Regions from separate parts of the Macaca mulatta genome. Here region 1 is linked to region 2. Evidence: chromatin contacts called from public Hi-C data. All regions are on one chromosome and are shown on one strand. Each heading gives the region's core, a stretch centred on a gene start, on an enhancer-like site or on the middle of the called end of the contact. The rest is flanking DNA. Distances are from core to core; before and after follow the strand shown. Region 1 holds the start of SERPINB1 (serpin family B member 1). Region 2 holds the start of NQO2 (N-ribosyldihydronicotinamide:quinone dehydrogenase 2).

Region 1 (6,146 bases), core at 3,577-6,076, 150 kb after region 2:
ATGCTAGGTTTGTTCCATTATTTGGCAGAAAATAAAAGGACTAAAAGAATCCCTGGCCAGGCGTGGTGGCCTGCTTGTAATCCCAGCACTTTGGGAGGCTGAGGCAGGCAGATTGCTTGAGGTCGGGAGTTCGAGAACAGCTTGGCCAACATGGAGAAACCCTGTCTCTACCAAAAACACAAAAAATTAGCTGGGCATGGTGATGCACACTTGTAGTCCTAACTACTCAGGAGGCTGAGGCAGAAGAATCGCTTGAACCTGGGAGGCGGAGGTTGCAGTGAGCAGAATCAAGATCACACCACTGCACTCCAGTCTGGGTAACACAGCGAGACTCTGTCTCAAAAAAAAGAAAAAAGAAAAAAGAAAAAAGAAGAAACCCTGAGAGATTATTTTATCTGTTTCTTTCATTTCAATCACGTAAGCTGCTTAAGATAGGAAAAAGTAACTGATTTTAGACTTTCCTGGAGTGTCTTGTTATCTGCAACCACTGTCCAGGGGCCAAAATTATTCACTGTCATGAAATTAGTCTCACCCAAAATTCTCAGACTGTTATAAGAAAACATTATCTGTAAAATAATTTTGTGTTATTTTTCTAGTTGTGTTTATAAGTTACAAATTAGTTTTTTGGTGTTTTTTGTTTTTTTGTTTTTGAGACAGGTTCTCACTTTGTCACCCAGGTTGGAGTGTAGTGGCGCGATCCTAGCTCACTGCAGCCTCACGCAACTCCTGGGCTCAAGTGATCCTCTCACCTCAACCTCCCAAGTAGCTGGGACACAGGTGTGTACCACCACACCTAGCTAAGTTTTAAAGTTTTTTAGAGATGGGGTCTCCCTATGTTGCCCAGGCTGGAAAAATTATTTATTAAAATAAGTTTAATAATTATTTTCATATTTCTCCTTTGCTATAGTAAATACAGGCTATGGCACATAAAAATTGCTTTTTCTTTAGTTTAAAATGTTTCCAATTGCTGAACTGCTAGTGGATTACTACAAATTTTGTGTTTTGAGGAATTGAGCACCTAAAATAAAATACATTATCCAGCGAGCACAATATGGAAAAATTTACCCACAAGAATTATATTTAACATATTTACAAAACTCTATTGTGAGACTTTTAATTTCACCATGCTGCAAGTTTACTCAAAGTGTCACAATTCACTTAATAGCACTTTCTTAAACTGAACAAGAAAACAAGCTAATTCAAAATGACTTTTGAAGAGTGAAGAAAAAAATTCTCAAGATGCTTCTGAGAGTTCTGGGTGATCAGTAGCAGCTAGTTTGAAGGGCCAGAAAAAGTCTAAGTTCTACTTTCAGGAGCTGGGAGCAGGAGGAATAATTCAGGAATAATTCCAGGTGAAGGAGAATAAGGAAAAACGCTTAGGAGACTGACACTTCTCCGTATTATTGTCGGATGAGATGAGCTAGGAAGACTCAAGGGGGCAGTAATGTGGCAGTGTCCACACATTTCTCCTAGACGAGGGGGATAAGAACAAATCCAGCTTCTCAAGAAGAGCCCTTGTCGTAGTCTTTTCCTGCTGCTTTATCAAAGCACCTTGTAAACACTAGACACCGATTTCTTACAGTTCTGGAGGCTGGGAAGTCCAAGGCTGGGAAGTTCAAGATCTGCAGGTGCGCACTCAGTGTCTGATGAAGGCATTTTCTTGTGGTGTTCTCATCTGGTGGGAAAGGCAGAAGGGACAAGTGCTGTGTCCTCACATGGCAGAAGAGATGTTATGGGCTGAATGTGTCTCCCCAAAATTCGTATGTTGAAACTTTATCACCAATGTGATAATTTTAAGAGGTAGAGCCTTAAGACGTGATGAAGTCATGAGGGCAGAACCCTCGTGGGTGGAATTTGGGCCCCTGAAGGAGTGCATTCATCCCTTTCCATCCCTCCCACCAGCACATGAAGACACTGTATTTCCTCCTTAGATGCATTAACAAGGTGCCATTTTGGAAGCAGAGAGCAGCCCACACCAGGCACCAAATATGTTGGTGCCTTATTCTTGGACTTCCCAGCCTCCAGAACTGTGAGCAATAAATTTCTGTTTTTAATAAATTGCCCAATCACAGGTATTCATTTATAGCAGCAAAAATGGATGATGACAGAAATTGATACTGAGAAGTGGGATGTTGCTATAACTAATACCTAAATATGTGGAAACAGCTTTGAAACTGACTAATGGGTAGAGGCTGGAAGAAATTTGGAGATGCATGCTGGAAAAAGCCTATATAGACATGAACAGAGCATTAAGGGAAATTAAGGGTGAGGGCTCAGAAGACAAGGAGAGCTGTAGGGAGAGTCTAAATCTTCTTGGAGATTAATTAAGTGGTCATGATCAGAATGCAGTTAGAAGTATAGATGGTAAAGACAGTTTTGATGAGATCTTAAAAGGAAACTGGAGGAAAGGTCATCCTTGTTACACCGTGGCAATGAATTTGGCTGAATTGTGTCTGTGTCCTAGTGTTTTCTGAATGGCAGAACTTAAAGGCAATAAACTAGGATATTTGGTGGAAGAAATCTCTGAGCAAGGTGTTGAGAGTGCAGCATGGCTTCTCTTGACTGCTTATAGTAAAATGTGGGCAGAGAGAATGAATTAAAGATGGAGTTTATAATCAAGAGGGAAGCAGAGCTTAAAGATTTGGAAAATTCTCAGCCTGGCCATGTAAAGAATGAAAAGGCATGTTTGGGAGAGAACACTAAGAGTGTGGTCAGGATCACATTTGATAATAAGGTGAGTATGTATAGAAGGAAGCCAGATGCTATTTATCAAGACAATGGAAGAATGAACCCAAAGGCATTTCAGAGGTTACCGGTGCTGGATCTCCATCCCCATTTCAGAGTGCCAGGATCCTGAGGGCAGACGGTTTTAAGGGAGGACTCAGGACACCATGGAACCTTGGGGCTTGCTGCCTAGGGCTGCCTCAAGTCTCTGCCCACCCCCGTCCCTCCACATTCTGGTGCAGCACTCTTTGGCCACCATCTCAGGTGTGGCTCATGCAGGCCCTTGTCAGGCTACCCTTCCTGTAAGCCTTGGCGTGTCCACGAGATGCTAACTCTGCAGGTGTACAGAGTGCACGAACTGTGGAGATACGGCCACCTCCTTCTAGATTTTGAAGGATGTCTTGGGGAGCCCGGGGGCCCAGTCAGAGAATTGTCACTGAGGTGAGGCTGCTGCAGAAAGCCCTCACTAGGGCAATGTTTAGTGGAGCAGTGGGATTGGGGCCACTGCAGAGAGCCCCAACTAGGGTAATAGCTAGTGGAGCTGTGGGAACAGGGCTGTCCCTGAGAACCCAGAACTGTACAGCCACGAGCATGCAAGTCTATCCTGGGAGAGCCTAGACTTCAATCTGTGAGAGTTGCTGCATGGGTTGCACTGGGCAAATCCATGGGAGTGGGCCCCCTGGACCCTAGGGGACCCAGTCCCCACCCCCATGTGCTCGGAATGGGGGACACAGCATCGAAGAAGATGATTCTGAAGCCCCAAGATGTAATGCTGTTTGCCTTATTGGGTTTGGACTTACTTGGGACCAGATACTCCTTTATTCTGGCCTGTTTCTCCCTTTGGGAATGGGAATGTCCGTCCTATGCCTGTCTCACCACTGTATTTTGAAGGCATGTAACCTGTTTGATTTCACAGGCTCATAGCTGGAGGGGAATTTCACTTAGGATGAATTGTACCTTGAATCTTATGCCTTTCTAATTTAGAAGAAATTTTTTTTTTTTTTTTTTTTTTTTTTTTTTTTTTTGAGATGGAGTCTTGCTCTGTAGCCCAGGCTGGAGTGCAGTGGCGCGATCTCCGGCTCACTGCAGGCTCCGCCTCCCAGGTTCACGCCATTCTCCTGCCTCAGCCTCCCTAGTAGCTGGGACTACAGGCGCCCACCACCTCGCCCGGCTAATTTTTTGTATCTTTTAGTAGAGACGAGGTTTCACCGTGTTAGCCAGGATGGTCTCGATCTCCTGACCTCGTGATCCACCCGTCTCGGCCTCCCAAAGTGCTGGGATTACAGGCTTGAGCCATCGCACCCGGCCAATTTAGAAGATATTTAGAAGAGACTTTGGACTTACATTTTAAAGTTGATACTGGAACTTTGGGGGCCACTGGGATACAATGCATGCATTTTGTATGTGAGAAGGGCATGAATTTGGAGGACGGGGGCAAAATGCTATGCTTTGTATGTCTGTGTCCCCTCCAAAATTCATGCTGAAACAATCCTCAATGCAATGCTAAGAGGTGGTGCCTTTAGGAGGTGATGAGATCATGAGGACACCTTCCTCATGAGTGGGATTAGCCCCTTGTACAAGAGACTTCACATGGGATTTGGCCCCTTTTGCCCTTCCACTTTCCACCATTGAGGATGCAGCAGCAAGCTGTCATCTTGGAAACAGAGAGCAGGTGTTTGGAACTGGTTCTGTTTTATCTGATTCTGGGGGTCCCTCTTTTTCCCTATGCAAGATCCCCAAATTTTCTTCCTTCTCTCAAAGAAAGCTTCCAATATAGATAGGACTCAAAGGGAGTCATTTGCCCTCTAAGAGGTGTCACACTATGTCGTGTCAGTCATTCACACCTTAGTAAGAAAAAGCTCTTCAGGTCCTTGCCAGCGATTCCGGGAAAGGCTTAGAACTGAGAAAGGCGCGGATGCCCCGAGGAGGGCGCTGCCCGGAAGCCACGCTCATTTCTGCTTCCACTTAGGCAACCCCGGGAGCTCTGACTCCTCGGCGGTCCCAGGGAAGGGCCGCCGCCCCGCCCGCGGCTGCTGGCCCGGGTGGCGCTTCCGCATGGTATAAGGGCAGCGGCCCTCGGTGCTTCCTCCCACAGCTCGCACCCAGCTCGGAGCCCGGAGCGTGCCTTGGCAGCGTATCGGGTAAGGCCGGGACTCGGAGCGGTGGCGCGGCGGCGAGCTGGGGGGAGAGGCCAGGCCCCCTCGCTCAGCTTCCAGCCCAGCACCCCACCCCCGCCCCAGGCTCAGGCCCATCAGCCCGGAAGCTCCCTGCGCGCCCCCCACCCGCTTGGCGCCCCCATCCCTTCCGGGCGCCGCGTCCGAGACAGGCGACCTCTGATCCCCCGCCCTTGCCTGGGCGCAGGCCCGGCCAGCCTGGGAGGGAGGAGGGAGGACGACAGATGCAGGCGGAAGGGCAAGACTGAAACCCGAGATTAGAATGTTGTCCTTTCTCCCTGAATTCCCTTCCTCCCAGAGCTGTTTGTGACAGTTTCCAGGCAGCTCAGGGTCGAGCACTGCTCCTATCTGCAGCTGCAGGGAGAGAGAGGAGGAACCCCGTGCGATTCTAGAGACGATTGCACAACAAGGAGAAGTCAGCTGCCCAGCGGGCAGTACCGTTCTTCTTTGCCTGTCCTTGGGGAAATTAGGGCTCTGAGAGTGGAGATCCAGATGGGCTAGTGGGTGGCGGATGGGATGCTGCACCGCCAGACCCTGGACGGTGGTGGGTTTCCAAACTGGCACATCCTACACCGGCTCTGAGACTTTGGGCACTGGACCTCTTATGCCTTTTGAACCTCAAAAATAAGGAAGACTTATATTATTATAATAATTACAGTGATACCTTTGCCAGAGTTTTAATGCATAGTAGGTAGCTATGAGTCTTTGATAGAATGCTGTTAGTTCAGGTGAAGGTAGGCAATGGATTCATTGCCCAGTGAATCAGACTTGAATCACAGGCTCAGAAGCACCTGCGCTCCCAAACATAGGTTGGGAGGACCCAGGGCTGGGTGGCTATGCTAAAGCTGGGGTGGCTAGGGCCTGCCCCACCCCACCCCACCCCCCAGACTCACCTGTCCGCAAGGCCAGAGCCCTTTAGGGCTCCCCTGGGTGCCCTAAAATCCCCTGTAACTGCTGAATCCTTGGCCAGCATGGTCCCACATTTGTGGGCCTGGGAAAGTGTTCTTGCCCTGCTGGAATAAAAAGGCGGAGAGAAAGTACAAGATCAAGGGTGCCACAGGGTGGCTGGCAGAAGTGGAGGAAGCTTCTGGGGGAACGAGTGCTGCCTAATCTGCTGGCATGGGCAGTGGGCACCAGGGGGACCCTGTTCTGTGTTGCAGTTTTCACCATGGAGCAGCTGAGCTCAGCAAACACCCGCTTCGCCTTGGACCTGTTCCTGGCCTTGAGTGAGCACAATCCGGCTGGAAA
Region 2 (5,336 bases), core at 623-3,122:
GGAGAAAAGAGCCATGTGCTTATTAAACTGTACATACCAGGTCAAATGGGCTCTGATATTTTTGATGTGTACGTTATTTGATTTTAATCAGCATGTAGAAGTTATTTTGTAATGTTTTCACTTTATTTCCTGTGCCTCTTTCCATGTGGACAAGTCCCCCTGCTGGGCATTCTAACAGACAACACTTCACAGTGTATTCAGTGTGTATTCATGCTGCAGCTAAACCATTGCCTGCATACCCTTGTGTGCCCATCTTCCTATTTCTGGGACCTTAGATTATTTCCATTTTTTTCCCAGCCCTATAAACAGCACAGCTAGAAGTGTTTATTATCTAATACATATTCCTTTTCATGTATTTCTTTGGCTGAGATCTTCGGAGATTAAAGGTTAAACTGATTTATTTTTTCACAGATTAAAGGTTAAACAAGCTGATTTTTGGCCAGGCATAATGGTTCATGCCTGTAATCCCAGCACTTTGGGAGGCGGAGGCAGGCGGATCACCTGAGGTCAGGAGTTTGAGACCTGCCTGGCGAACATGGTGAAACCCCATTTCTACTAAAAATACAAAAAATTAACCGAGCGTGGTGGCGAGCACCTGTAATCCCAGCTACTCGGGAGGCTGAGGTAGGAGAATAGCTTGAACCTGGGAGGCGGAGGTTATAGTGAGCTGAGATTGCGCCATTGCACTCCAGCTTGGGCAACAAGAGCGAAACTCTGTCTCATTAAAAAAAAAAAAAAAGAAAGAAAAATGAGTTCAAGACCCGCCTGGCCAACATGGCGAAACCCCCGCCTCTACTAAAAATACAAAAATTAGCTGGGCATGGTGACGGGCGCCTGTAATCCCAGCTACTTGGGAAGCTGAGGTGGGAGAATCGCTTGAACCCGGAAAGCAGAGGTTGCAGTGAGTGGAGATTGCCCCACTGCACTCCAGCCTGGGCAACAGAGTGAGACCCTTCTCAAAAAAAAAAAAAAAAAAAACAGGGCCGGGCGCGGTGGCTCACACCTGTAATCCCAGCACTTTGGGAGGCTGAGGCGGGCAGATCACGAGGTCAGGAGTTTGAGACCAGCCTGACCAACATGAAACCCGACTCTGCTAAAAATACAAAAAATTAGCCAGGCGTGGTGGCGCGTGCCTGTAATCCCAGCTACTCAGGAGGCTGAGACGGAAGAATTGCTTGAACCCGGGAGGCGGAGGTTGTAGTGAACCGAAATCGTGCCACTGCACTCCAGCCTGGGCGACAGAGCGAGACTCCATTTCAAAAAAAAAAAAAAAAAAGCTTATTTATTTTTTTTCAGAGAGATTATAGATTAGAGAAGCTGATTTTTTTTTTCCAGACTGCCACAATATCCTTGACAAAGGCAGTGCAAAACAGTGGTTCACCTGCACCTTCAGGGCAGCGCTGGGCAACGCACGGGCCTAAACCCCGGTACCCGCTTTACAGACTGACCTCGGGCCAGCTGATTCCTACTTGTAATGTGACTATGATACCAGCACCCGTTCCATAGGGTTGACGGCAGGTTCAACCAGACGATTCGACACCGGGGCCCTGCGTGCGGGCGCGTTCAGTTACAACCAACTACCATCCTATGTTCAGAATGGTTCCTGGCCTGGGCGCGATGACCCACAGGGCCATATGTCCGGCCAGGTGAAATCCCAGGGAGCGTTCTGGCCCTCCAGTCCGGGAACTGTCCCTCCCAAGTCCCCCGGTCCCCGACCGGGGATCACTCACCCTCCGACCAGCGCACGCCCCAGTAGGTGCCTCAGGGCTGGGACCCGCGTCTCCCCAAGGACCGCTCTCGGAGTTGCCCCAGGTTCCGGCCGCACAGGGCCGCGCACTCGCAGACGCCTGGCGGGCGGGAGCGCTGCGACTGCGCCCTCGGGGACCAGGGACACGCGCCAACCCAAGCAGCCCAGAACCCGCCCCGAGACGCGGGACTGCAGGCGTCTTTCCGCAGCACGCCTGCTACACTGAGGCCCCGCCCACTCCCGGTCCCGCCCATGATCCGCGCCCCGCCCCTCCCCCGCCCACACCCCCATAGCACCGCCCACACCCCGCCCCCATAGCAACACCCCGCCCCGCCCCATAGCCCCGCCCACACCCCATAGCACCGCCCCGCCCCGCCCCCATAGCACCGCCCACGCCCCGCCCCATAGCCCCGCCCACACCCGCCCCGGAGCCCCACCCACACCCCGCCCCGGCGGTGCACCGCCTCGCTCCACGCCCTCCCACGCCCAGGCCCCGCCTCCACGCCGGCGTCCCGCCCCACCCACACTTCTCCCCGGCCCCTAAGCTCTGTCCACTCCCCGCCCCTGAGGTCCGCGCGGGGCCTCGCCCCGCGATCCAGGATTGAGGAGGACCCTACTGGCTTCCAGGGAGGTGGAAACTGGATTGATAGAAATCCAGCGCGGGGACGCTGTGCCGAGAAGAGGGACGCCCCTGCCCTGCGCCTCCCGCTCCCCATCCCTGGCAGGTATCCCGGTTACAGAATGAGGGTCCGTGGTGCAAAAGAAAGAATGAGGCCGGGCGCGGTGGCTCAAGCCTGTAATCCCAGCACTTTGGGAGGCCGAGATGGGCGGATCACGAGGTCAGCAGATCGAGACCATCCTGGCTAACACCGTGAAACCCCGTCTCTACTAAGAAATACAAAAAAAAAAATAGCCGGGCGAGGTGGCAGCCCTGTAGTCCCAGCTACTCGGGAGGCTGAGGCCGGAGAATGGCGTGAACCCGGGAGGCGGAGCTTGCAGTGAGCTGAGATCCCGCCACTGCACTCCAGCCTGGGTGACAGAGCGAGACTCCGTCTCAAAAAAAAAAAAAAAAAAAAAAAAGAATGAGCCACTGATACACTCATCAGCTTGCTCGGATCTCCCAGGGAGTTAGGCTGGTGAGAGAAACCAGTCCCAAAGGTCACTCACCCACGGCGCCGCTGGTGTACTGGTATTATGCAAGATGCTCCCCCAAAGGTCACGCACGGATGGTTCATTTCTCCAAAAAACAGAGGAGAGAAATGCAGGACTTATTAGCGGTACCCAGGAGTTAGGGAGGCGGGTGCGTGTGGCTATAAAAACGCAACCCAGGGGTTGCCTGTGAAGGAATCTGTGTCCCGCGGAATGCAACACGCCGTTGGGATACTGGACCGTCCTTTGTGAGATGTCACCATCGGGAGAAACCGGATAAAGGGCGCATGGCTCCACAGAAAAAGTTCAATTAAAGGAAAATGGTTTAAGGCCAAAGAAAGGCCTAGAAAATGGGAAGTCTTGGAACCAGAGCCAGTGGGGGGTTGGGGGCGGTGTTGGGGAACAGTTTGGGCCGATTGTCTTTCTCCAGCGCTTGCTGGATTCTGCCACCCCATTTGGCAGCCACCTGCCACTGTGACCTCTCCAAGTCCCTTCTCCAAACTCTATACCTTGATTTCTGGTGTCCTAGAAATAGAGACCAGAAACATTGATGTCCCACTCCAACAACAGAGCAGAAGGAAGGAAGGTTTCCCCTGTGTTTAGAATGTTCCTAATGAAAATAACTGCAACTGTTGATTGCACTTCCTGAGAGTCGTTGGGACTTTCCCTCTCATATACTTACTGGTTCATTCGTTCGTTCATTTTGCTTTAACTCACAATGGAACTGCCCATCCTAAGGTGTAGTGCTGGCATTGGTCTATGTATTGATGATGTTCTCCTTGTCTTCAGAGGTGAGAATGTGCCCTCTCTCTGAGATGCCCTCTTGCCCCTAAGCTCCCCAGCGGGGAACAGGCTGCCTTGTCTCGTGAGTCCAGATCCTGGGAGCAGCTTTCATTTAGGAATGCAACGGCAGGTCCTGGGAGCATTGGCGCCTGCGCGCCCATCATGCGAGTCTGTGATGCAACGTCACCACCTTGTGGCAGCGAGGAGATATCACAACGTGGACTGAGCAAGTTGTTCCCTGGTTGGGGTTGGAAGCTGGACTGTCCTAGTTCCCTGGGTCTTTTGAATAGTGTAAGTTGAACGGTGGTAGATTCCAGGACAGTTCAGGAGGAGCCCATCGTCAAAAGGAAAATAACAGAACTTACTGCTAATCTGGTATTGGAGCTGAGCAATTACTGCAAACAAATGAGATGTGACCATAATTGCATCCTGAGTTTGAGGAGGAGGTCATGCTACTAAAACGAGATAGTCAGCTCCAACGACGAACATCATATCTGGGGGTTTCCAGATTCTCACTTTTCATTTAATCCCCAGCCTTAGTGGAATGCAAGAGTCGGAGTCAGCATTCTGGGCAGGGAGGCAGCTGAGGCACGTACACATCTCTTCTTCCCAACACCCCATGTTTCTAATTCTGGATAAAATGGACCATAATGGTGCTAAGGTAAGGCTAAACTAGCTGAGCCACCTCCTGAAGAGGTCATTGCTTTTGTTTTTATTTAATGAGATTCCTTTTCCTTCTGCTACTAGCATCCCCATCCCTTTGGAAAACTGCTTCTTCATAACAACATAAAGGTTTTTGGATTTTTTGTTTTGGTTTGTGGGTAGCAAAATCTGTATAACATGGAATTTACTATTTTCACCATTTTAAGTGTACAGTTCAGTGACATTAATTACCTTCAGAGTGCTGTGCAACTATTACAACTATTTATTTCCAAAACGTTTTCATCATCCCAAATAGAAACACTCGGGTTGGGCGCCATGGCTCATGCTTGTAATCCCAGCACTTTCGGAGGCAGAGGTGGGCAGATCACTTGAGGTCAAAAGTTTGAGACCAGCCTGGCCAACATGGTGAAACCCCGTCTCTACTAAAAATAAAAAAATTTGCCAGGTGGTGTACACCTGTAATCCCAGCTACTCAAGAGGCTGAGGCAGGAGAATTGTTTGAACCCAGGAGGTAGAGGCTGCAGTGAGCTGAGATCGTGCCACTGCACTCCAGCCTGAATGACAGAGACCCTGTCTCAAACAAAAACAAAAACAGGCCGGGCGCGGTGGCTCCCACCTGTAATCCCAGCACTTTGGGAGGCCGAGGCGGGCGGATCGCGAGGTCGGGAAATCGAAACCATCCTGGCTAACATGGTGAAACCCTGTCTCTACTAAAAATACAAAAAAATTAGCTGGGCGTGGTGGCGGGCGCCTGTAATCCCAGCCACTCGGGAGGCTGAGGCAGGAGAATGGCGGGAACCCGGGAGGCGGAGCTTGCAGTGAGCGGAGATGGTGCCACTGCACTCCAGCCTGGGTGACAGAGCAAGACTCCGTCTCACCAAAAAACAAAAACAAAAACAAATAGAAACACTGCACTCATTGGATAATAAATCGCCATTCTGCCCTCCTTCCACTCCTGGTAGCCTCTAATCTACTTTCTGTCTCCATGAATTTG

What was found. Hi-C and Micro-C count contacts between places; a contact is called where the count stands out from the background.
Region 1: a Hi-C map of CD4 T cells shows a contact between it and region 2, with 3 times the contacts expected there. The contact joins the promoter of SERPINB1 here to the promoter of NQO2 in region 2. A contact is called at or near these places in 4 of 14 Hi-C or Micro-C datasets (CD4 T cells, fetal cortex germinal zone, fetal cortical plate and 1 more).

What each region holds. Positions count from the first base shown.
Region 1 is chr4:180,402,403-180,408,548 of T2T-MMU8v2.0, forward strand. SERPINB1 (serpin family B member 1) reads left to right here and starts at 4,827. Exons shown (of 7, transcript NM_001261583.1): 1 at 4,827-4,865; 2 at 6,059-6,146. The coding sequence starts at 6,067.
Region 2 is chr4:180,252,031-180,257,366 of T2T-MMU8v2.0, forward strand. It overlaps NQO2 (N-ribosyldihydronicotinamide:quinone dehydrogenase 2), which reads right to left and starts at 1,873. Exons shown (of 7, transcript XM_078001015.1): 1 at 1,731-1,873. LOC144340590 (a long non-coding RNA gene) reads left to right here and starts at 2,733. Exons shown (of 2, transcript XR_013416860.1): 1 at 2,733-4,340.